Regions from separate parts of the Mus musculus genome. Here all the other regions are linked to region 2. A link is a contact called in public promoter capture Hi-C data. All regions are on one chromosome and are shown on one strand. The core of a region is the stretch at or near the end of the contact, and the rest is flanking DNA. Distances in the headings are between cores, read along the strand shown. Region 1 holds the start of Fth1 (ferritin heavy polypeptide 1). Region 2 holds the start of Fkbp2 (FK506 binding protein 2). Region 3 holds the start of Chka (choline kinase alpha).

Region 1 (2,700 bases), core at 19-2,518, 3.0 Mb before region 2:
CATGTAAAAAGTAGCTAACACAAGGTCACAAGGCTTCCAGCTCTACAAACAACCACTGATTTATAAAATTAATGCATCATGCCCTGTTAACAATTGAGGGCATTGCATTTTAGCACAAATATATTAGGAGAAGCTTTGATTTTCAGTTTTAAGCACTCAGTGTATTCATATTCCAGGAATGACAGCCACAGAAGTTGGACCTGTTTCAAAGTCCAGGCCTTCCCCAAACCTGTTTTTCAGAAACTATTACATGGAAAACTTCCTTGTCCAGCAATTGATAGCAGGCTTTTCCCAACAAGTATGTACCTACCACTTGTTAGTAAGCCACACTCATGCAAAATAAGAAAAATACAGTAACATGATGCCTTGTAAATGCAAGGTCGGGGTGACACTGATAACTACAGAAGGGGAGATTCCTAGCGATAAGTTTCAATGCAAGTGAGGCTCTGTGATAAGCAGAGAGGTGGAGGCGGCTGCTTTGAAGGGGACAAGAGTAAGCTCACAAGAGATAAGCCTCTTTACACCAGGCCCCAAGGCTGCCACTCGACACCATGACCAAGCAGACCCGCCATACTCCAGGAGGAACTGGAGCAGGATGCATAACCAAACAGAGAAGCTTGTAGGCCACGTGATCGGAGGGGACGAGCGTGCAGAAAATGCACCTAACTGCAGGGTTGATTGGCCAGGCTGACAGTCGTACTGCCCTAAGGCTTCAAAAAAAAGTGGTGTAATGACATGCCTGATCTATGCAGGAGCCACAAGGTGCTATGTGCTCAGACTTGCCACGGCAGGGCTGCCTGCCTTAGGAAAGAACCCCGAACAAACTCCATTTTCCAGAAGGGCGCTGGAAGGCGGGGAAGCCCGCAGCAGGCCACGCCCCGACCCACCCTCCGCCGGCTCCCCAAGTGGCCCTGAGGAGGCCGCACTCACCATAGACAGATAGACGTAGGAGGCATACAACTCCAGGTTGATCTGGCGGTTGATGGCAGCCTCCGCGTCCTGGTGGTAGTTCTGGCGCACTTGCGAGGGAGACGCGGTGGTCATGGTGGCGGCGGGGCGAGGCGCGGTGGCGACGCTGGAGCGGCGGAACGACGAAGTTGCAAAGGGCTCAGGCTCGAAGCGGCCGGCGGGGGTCGGAGGGGTCGAGCACCGGGTTCCGTTCAAGCACTGTTGAAGCAGGAAACCGCGGCGACTCTGGGCGAGAACGTCTGGCGCAGGAGGGGACAGCGGGCCGCACTTATAGCGGGATCCTGCGTCAGGCGAGCGCTGGCCAATCAGCGCAGCGGGCCGCGCCGCCCCGCCTCTTCCTGTGGGCGTGTTGCCCAAACCCGCAGGGCGCGGGCGGGGAGGAGCCTGTGTGAGTGTGAGGCGACGCAAGGGGCTCTGAGCTTCTGCAAGAGCGGTGCCTGGCAACAAGCGCGCTGTTTCTGTGGCCCGGGGCGGGCGTAGTTGGATCTAGCCGTACTGCAGAGGCATCTGGGTCCCAGATGGGCACAGAGGGTACCGATGAGGATGATTTTCAATTCTCACAGGATATCCCTAAACTCTAGGCAAAGTGCGTGTTGTTAGTCGTGACATACACCAGACAGCGACTTCGTCTTACAAATAGGAAAATGGAAGCGTGGCGCTGTAAATGGCGAACGACATATAAGTTGGACTGGGAAAGAGCGGCTTTCCCTCCTTCAGAATCTGTGGAGAGAAGCTCAGAGGAGGAGTAGGGGAACTATTGGCGAGGAGGTTAGGGTCTACCCTGTTCTTCTGACTCAAGCAACCCCGGCTTTTTGCTAAGGCAAACATGGCTCTGAGAACAGTTGAAAAAACAAAGGCTAAGAAGGCGCATTTCTCCTTAGAGCAGGACAACAGCCGTCTGTCTATAGGGCAATCCTGGGGCCAAACCATTTAGGTTTCTGAGAAAGCCCCTGGTGATGCTTGAAATTAAGAGACGTCTCTGGATTAGAAAAGTAAAGAAGTGACCTACGTGTGTCTGTTTCAAAATGGTCTCCTTTATCTTTCTCAGTAACCTTTGGGTTTGTCCTTGGAGTGAAGTTGATGCTTGCAGAATGGCAGGTGACAGGTGCAGGAAACTGCAGAGGGACAAGCCAACTGTGTCTATCTTGTAGCTGTGGCCCAGCTTCAAAATGGGTGCGAATTCTTGGATAGCAAGCAGAACTAGAGATTAGCCACTGCGTCTTGCTAGGCCCTGCCATCCACATCCACTTGTGCTCAGCCTTGTCTAGTCTTTAACACAGGTGGAGAACCAGCAGATGCTGTTCATATTCTCAAAACTGGAAGTTGGACTTCGATTTTGTTGTTATTGTTTTGAAGCAAGATTGACAAAGTTACTGGATCAGTAACCCAGACTGGCCAGGGACTCTCTGTGTAAGCCAGGCTGGTTCGTCAGAGAGCTGGGATTATAACCCTCTTCCCCCCTTTTAAGGTACGTCTACTGAAATACATTACTAGTACTTAGTCTTTTAAAACTACACGTTATATATGTTCTTTTCAGGAAAGATTTCAGTGGTAATCTAGCTGCAGGATGCTTCTGGATAAATATCCTGGAGTCAGACTTCAGGACGATGGCCCTAGGAGACTGATGCTGAGCTAAAGTTGATGAACAAATTCCCTTTGGAAAGTGGAGGAGGGAGGTGGGGAAAGGAGTTCTAAGTAGAGGGAATAGCAAATGGGCAGGCATGGGAATGC
Region 2 (2,700 bases), core at 108-2,607:
CACACCCAGAGTCTTCTCCACCTACAATCCCTGGCATCCCAGGATTCATCAGCTGCTGTTTGAGATTCCTAACCTACTTGGTCCAGGCTCAGTGTCTACCCTTCTCCACTGTCCTGGGTAGTGTGGGAAGGCTAGCGAAGCACCAAGGCTTTGGCCTGCTACAGAACATTCAGGGACAGAAGTAACTGAAAGTAGCCGCCCTAATGAAGGGACTGACACTGAGGTCATGATCTTGGTGGTATCAAAGCAGGAGTAGGGTAAACTAAAGAATTCCTCAAGATGATGATCATCACATAATTACTTACCCATCCATGAGAGTCTCACATAGCCTGCATGACCTTAAACTTCCTGGCTTCATACATGTTTGGCAAATATTACTGATTTACTGCATCTTCAGCCCTGATGCTGCTTTTGAACTTTCTCTTTTAAGAAAATGTCTCCTGTATCCTAGGCTGACTCAGAATTCTTCATGTAGCTGGAATGTCCTTGAATTTCTGATCCCTCTATATCTACCTCTAGAGTGTTGACATTACAGTCATGGGACAGCACACCATTTTTTATCATGTTTAAATAACTTTCTCAGCAGTGATATTGGTGATCATGCTCTGGCTCAGTGAAGGTTAGGATTTGAGAGCTAAACATTCAGAACCCACTAAGCTTCATCAGATATGCAGTATGCTTCTCTTGGGGTCAACATCATGATTATCTTCCATTGGTATCTGAATAAATGGTCTTAGCAGGGCAAACGGCCTAAGACGGGTATGAAATCACTAGACTCCATAGCCTAACTCAGGTTTGGCTTCCTCTAAATTTCAGGATCTTTAGGTTAGAGAATGTGTCTCCTGGGCAGTGAATGATAGACCTGGCCCAGGAGACGTTTGTTCACCCACAGATGAGACTTGACACTGTAGACCACAAGATGAAAGGGGTCCGCATAGCTCAGGGCCATGTGGTATGGGTGTCATAGAGCGCACCACCAAAAGAACGAACTTAGTCAAGGTCACGCAGCCAGCCAAGAAATGAAAGAACTAAGATTCAAATCCGGGTTGTCGCTCCGAACCCCTAGCCTCTTCCCACAACAACTACCCAAAGGCGTGCCGGTCAGGAAGTCAGCACGGTGCCTGCTAGAACCCCTCCAGGCGCGTGCAGTCATACTTGCTTGACCATGTCACCTTGGCTGGAACTGCCTTCTGTCTCTCGGACACAACTTTTGCCAAACTAGACCCGGAATCTGAACCCCGGAAGTGACGTTGTCACGCAGTCACTCAGGAGGCAGGGCCAAATGAGAAGCCCCGCCCATAGATGCAGCAGCGGGTTTTGGACGGTCCAATGAGGGCGGGCAGCGTGTCCCGCCCTGTAGCGACGAAGACGCGCCTGCGCAGAAGTGACAGCACGAGCGGGATTGGCTCCGGGGGCGCGGCGAGGAGGTGAGCGGGGGGCCACAGCCCAGGCTGGGGGATCCGGGTGCAGGAGGGCAACCTGGGGCAGGCCGGCCTGAAGCGGGCCGGAGTCCGCGTGCCAGCCAGGGGCAGCAAACGAAGGAATTGGGGCTGGGGTCCGGCCTCTGGCAATGCCGCAGGGGGCGGGCTCTCACGCCGTACGGGGCGGAGCCCTGGGGCTCGGGGCGGGGCGCGGAACAGCGGTGGGAGGGACAACGGAGCCAGTGCGAGTTGAGGGCGGAACCCAGTGGCCCATAGCTGGAGTAGGAGGCGTGGGGGGCGGGGCTTGGGGTTTAGAGGAGGAGCTGGAGCAGGTGGAAAGTGGAGCCTTTGGCTCGGAGACAGAGGGCGTGAGATCCCAGTCGTTGGAGGTGGGACTTCAGTCAGTGAGTGGCGTGGCCCCTCTGCTGGAGACTAGGTCTAACATTGCGGAGGGTGGAGCTGCAGGTCAGGGGGCGGAGCTTCACGCCGTAAAGGGTGGGGCCAAGGAGCCTTGCGCAGAGCTAAGCTTGAGCTATGGCCGGGGGCGTCCACGCGGGGGCGGTCTCCGTGGTGGCCGCGCCTGGGGTCGCGGTAGACCGAGAACTCCCCCTGGAGAGGTGGTGTGGGTGGAGCGAGCTCGGCGCCCTGCTGACTCTGAGCCAGTTTGGGTTCCCCGGAGGCCCCCAAGAGCTCAGAGTTGGGGAGGTGCCCCTGGTGGAGGAGGCACGGGGCCGGACTGGGGGGTGCCCCCGGAGGACCGGGGCTCCTCAGAGCCACCTAGTGGAGATGTGTGGGTGCCTCGGGGCCGAACACCTGCAGCAGCCGCAGATGTGTGGGTGTGCTGGACAGGGGGCAGCTGGGTGTGGCGGGAGTGGGGTCGTCCAGTCGGGACAAATCCGGTGCAATCAGATAGGGTTTGGACTTTGCGTAAAGGGGCTAGCGGGAACTGAAGAACGGAGATGGGGACTGGGAGGGAGAGAAGGTCAGGTAGTGAGCAAAGGGAGGGGGCACTGGCTGCTGTGGCCTCCCCTGACCCCCTCCCCTCGCTGCTGGGGTCCTCGGTCAAGCCCCCTTCTCACTGGACTGGTAAGTGTGGCTACAGAGCCCAGGGGAGGGGGTGGTGACCCAGGACTGTGGGATTCCCCAGAAACAGGCAAGATATAATGGGGAGTTGGCGTCCTCCTGATACAGACTGAAGACGTCCCATGACTCCACCCCCCAGTTTTTTGGTTGGGGGTGGGGTGGCCTTTGCCTACAGAGACATGAGGCTGAGCTGGAT
Region 3 (2,700 bases), core at 200-2,699, 3.1 Mb after region 2:
CCGCCTGCTTCTGCTCACTGAGTGCCAAAGGTGAATTTCTGGAGCGGGAGGGGGTTGTGATCAAACTACAGACTAGAAGTACTACAAGGAAAAGTTCCCCGGGGATTTTTCCTCCCTCTTTTTCTTTTTCTTTTCTTTTTTTTTTTTTTTTTTTTTTTGTTTGTTTGTTTTTTCGAGACAGGGTTTCTCTGTGTAGCCCTGGCTGTCCTGGAACTCACTCTGTAGACCAGGCTGGCCTTGAACTCAGAAATCCGCCTGCCTCTGCCTGCGGAGTGCTGGGATTAAAGGCTTGCGCCACCACGCCCGGCTCCTCCCTCTTTTTCTAAAGCCCAGCCACAACATCCCTTTTTCTTTTCTTTCTTTTCTTTTCTTTCCTTTTTTTTTTTTTTTTTTTTTCGTTTTTCGAGACAGGGTTTCTCTCTGTAGAGCTGGCTGTTTTGGAACTCACTTTGTAGACCAGGCTGGCCTCGAACTCAGAAATCCGCCTGCTTCTGCTTCCCGAGTGCTGGGAACAACATCCCTTTTTTCATTCAAGGCCCTCGCAGAGAAACGGCTTCCTAGACACATCTATTTTGAGCTTTGGTACAGAATGTGCTTGTATAACTACATAGTATTGTTCTTCCGCAAGGGACGGCAACCCAGCACACATTTTCTCAAAGCTCGCCCGCAGGCGGCCTTCCGCGCTGCGGGGTTTGTGCTCCGGACACCGGCGCGGCGATCACCTCTACCCAAGCCGCCGCCCCGCCCCGCCCTCCAGCCTCACCCCCCACCGCCCCCACCACCACCGCGCGGTGCCGCAGCCACTGACCTGATGACACTGATGTGGAACTGGTCCTCGCGAAGGCCTCGCCAGGCTCCGGGCAGGAATTCCTTACACCACAGGTAGGCCCTGCGCCTGGTCCGGGGCTCGGGTTGTTCGTCCGCTAGCGGCGGTGATGGCGGCGGGGGCAGCGGCAGGGGCGGCGGCGGCGGCGGCGGCAGCGCGAGAGGTTGGGTTCGGCCACCAAGCTGCTTGGACTCCAGCTCGCCTGCGGCGTCCCGCTGCTGCCCTACGCCGGGCGTCGGGGCAGCGTTGCCACCGCAGCTCAGCAGCAGCCCGAGAGGCGACGGCTCGGCCTCGCCCCCGGTGCAGAACTTGGTTTTCATGCTGGACAAGCGGCCGAGAAGGCGCGGGCGGCCACAGCACGAGAGGGCCACACTCAGGGTCCGGCTGGATGCCCGCCTCTGGGGGCCGGCGCGGGGAATGGCTCGCCGGCTTCACTGACCGGCCGGGCGGCGGTTGTGGGAGCGCGCGGGGAGGCGACGTCGGCGACGGCGGGGAGAGGCAGCAATGGACGTCAGGCAGCAGTAACGAGAGACGAGCGCGGGAGGCTGACGGCAGGCGACTGCTATAGGGGGCCGCGGCGCTCGCTCCTTTACAGCGCTGCACGCGGAGAGCCCAGCGTCACCGCCCGCCCCCGCGCTCGCCGCTGATTGGACGCTTTGGCGCATCACAACCGCCGCCACCCTCGCCACGCCGCTTTCCCATTGGCTGCGGCACAGCCCCTCCTAGGCTCAGGCGGTGAGTCCACGATGAGGGAGGGGTCGGCGCACCGGGGGCGGGGCCTTGTCTAGGGGTCGCGAGGGTCCTGTAAAGGCTATCTCAATTGCCTGCACTCACAAGGTGGCGCCTTTGCGGACTCGAGCCTCTTAGGGCAGGAGAGGCGAGGCTTCTGCAGCTTTGGCAGACCCTAGAGTGGATGTTGAAAGGGAAACTTTCCTTAGACGCCCCCAGGTCTGAAAGTGATGATTTGAAAGGCCCCGGGGACTTTGCAGGAAAATGGTGTCTGGAGGCTGGCTGCTCTTTCCGCGTGACCTTAGGGCAAGGCAGCTCCCAAAGGAGCTCTGTGGGTGTGTTTTTACAACATTTCCGAGGCCCTGTTCGAGATGCTTCCATGCCCAATACAACTCCTGGCCGGAGGCGTTATCCATCTGCAGGTCTAATATCAAAAAGAGATTGGGTCAAGGCCACACACCCACTTGCCAGCTGGCTGCGCTCTCCGCTCAGAGAGAAGCCTCCCCCTCTACGTGCCTGCAGCCTCAGTTTCCCTGTCCGTGGTGCTGAGGATGTCAGCTAGATTCTCAGGACATCTTCCTAACAGACTGGCCTCAACGGCCTCCAGAATTGCCGGCCAAAGGTGCTTGGTTCGCGATTCCTGGCTTTGTGGATGCTGTCATCTGCCCCCCCCCTCTTCCGGGCTGTCCAGTCGCGTGACCATGACTAATGTACCTTTGCCCTAGGGCATGGAAGGGGGCCAAGGCCCCTATGCTGTATGCCCACACATTGCCTCATTCTTTGGTCTCATCATTCAGTCCTTCCAGGAAGTAATTGAGGCTACAAAGAATATAAAACTACAGGTCTGTGTTGTGGGGTATAGCTAGAAAGAGAGATTTCTTTCTAGCTATACCCCAGCATGCAGAAAATGGCTTCTTTGTGGGTTTTCACAGTCTGCTGGAAGCCAAAAACTCTTCAAAAAGAGTAGGTAGGTACTTATCTGGACTTACTCCCCCAAAAGTGATCTTACTGAACAAAAGAGTGCAAATAATCTGTGCATAATGGCACATGCTTTTAATCCCAGCACTTGAGAGGCACAGAGGCAGAGGCCAGATCTCTATGGGCTGAAGACCAGCCTAGTCTACACAGTAAGTTTCAGGACAGCC

What was found. Promoter capture Hi-C pulls out the DNA fragments that hold promoters and counts their contacts.
Region 1: a promoter capture Hi-C map of the HPC-7 cell line shows a contact between it and region 2. A contact is called at or near these places in 2 of 39 promoter capture datasets (the 3T3-L1 cell line and the HPC-7 cell line) and 1 of 130 datasets of targeted methods (bone marrow-derived dendritic cells).
Region 3: a contact with region 2 is called in a promoter capture Hi-C map of liver, with 2.7 times the contacts expected there.

The regions. Positions count from the first base shown.
Region 1 is chr19:9,981,214-9,983,913 of GRCm38.p6, reverse strand. Fth1 (ferritin heavy polypeptide 1) reads right to left here and starts at 1,268. Exons shown (of 4, transcript NM_010239.2): 1 at 931-1,268. The coding sequence starts at 1,044.
Region 2 is chr19:6,979,121-6,981,820 of GRCm38.p6, reverse strand. It overlaps Fkbp2 (FK506 binding protein 2), which reads left to right and starts at 1,357. Exons shown (of 6, transcript NM_001166368.2): 1 at 1,357-1,427; 2 at 2,680-2,700. The coding sequence starts at 2,684. It overlaps LOC114841036 (Uncharacterized protein LOC114841036), which reads left to right and starts at 1,381. Exons shown (of 6, transcript NM_001370419.1): 1 at 1,381-2,507; 2 at 2,680-2,700. The coding sequence starts at 1,571. The coding sequence ends at 2,371.
Region 3 is chr19:3,850,522-3,853,221 of GRCm38.p6, reverse strand. It overlaps Chka (choline kinase alpha), which reads right to left and starts at 1,449. Exons shown (of 12, transcript NM_001271496.1): 1 at 809-1,449. The coding sequence starts at 1,146. It overlaps Gm51271 (predicted gene, 51271), which reads left to right and starts at 2,406; the gene lies at 2,406-2,455.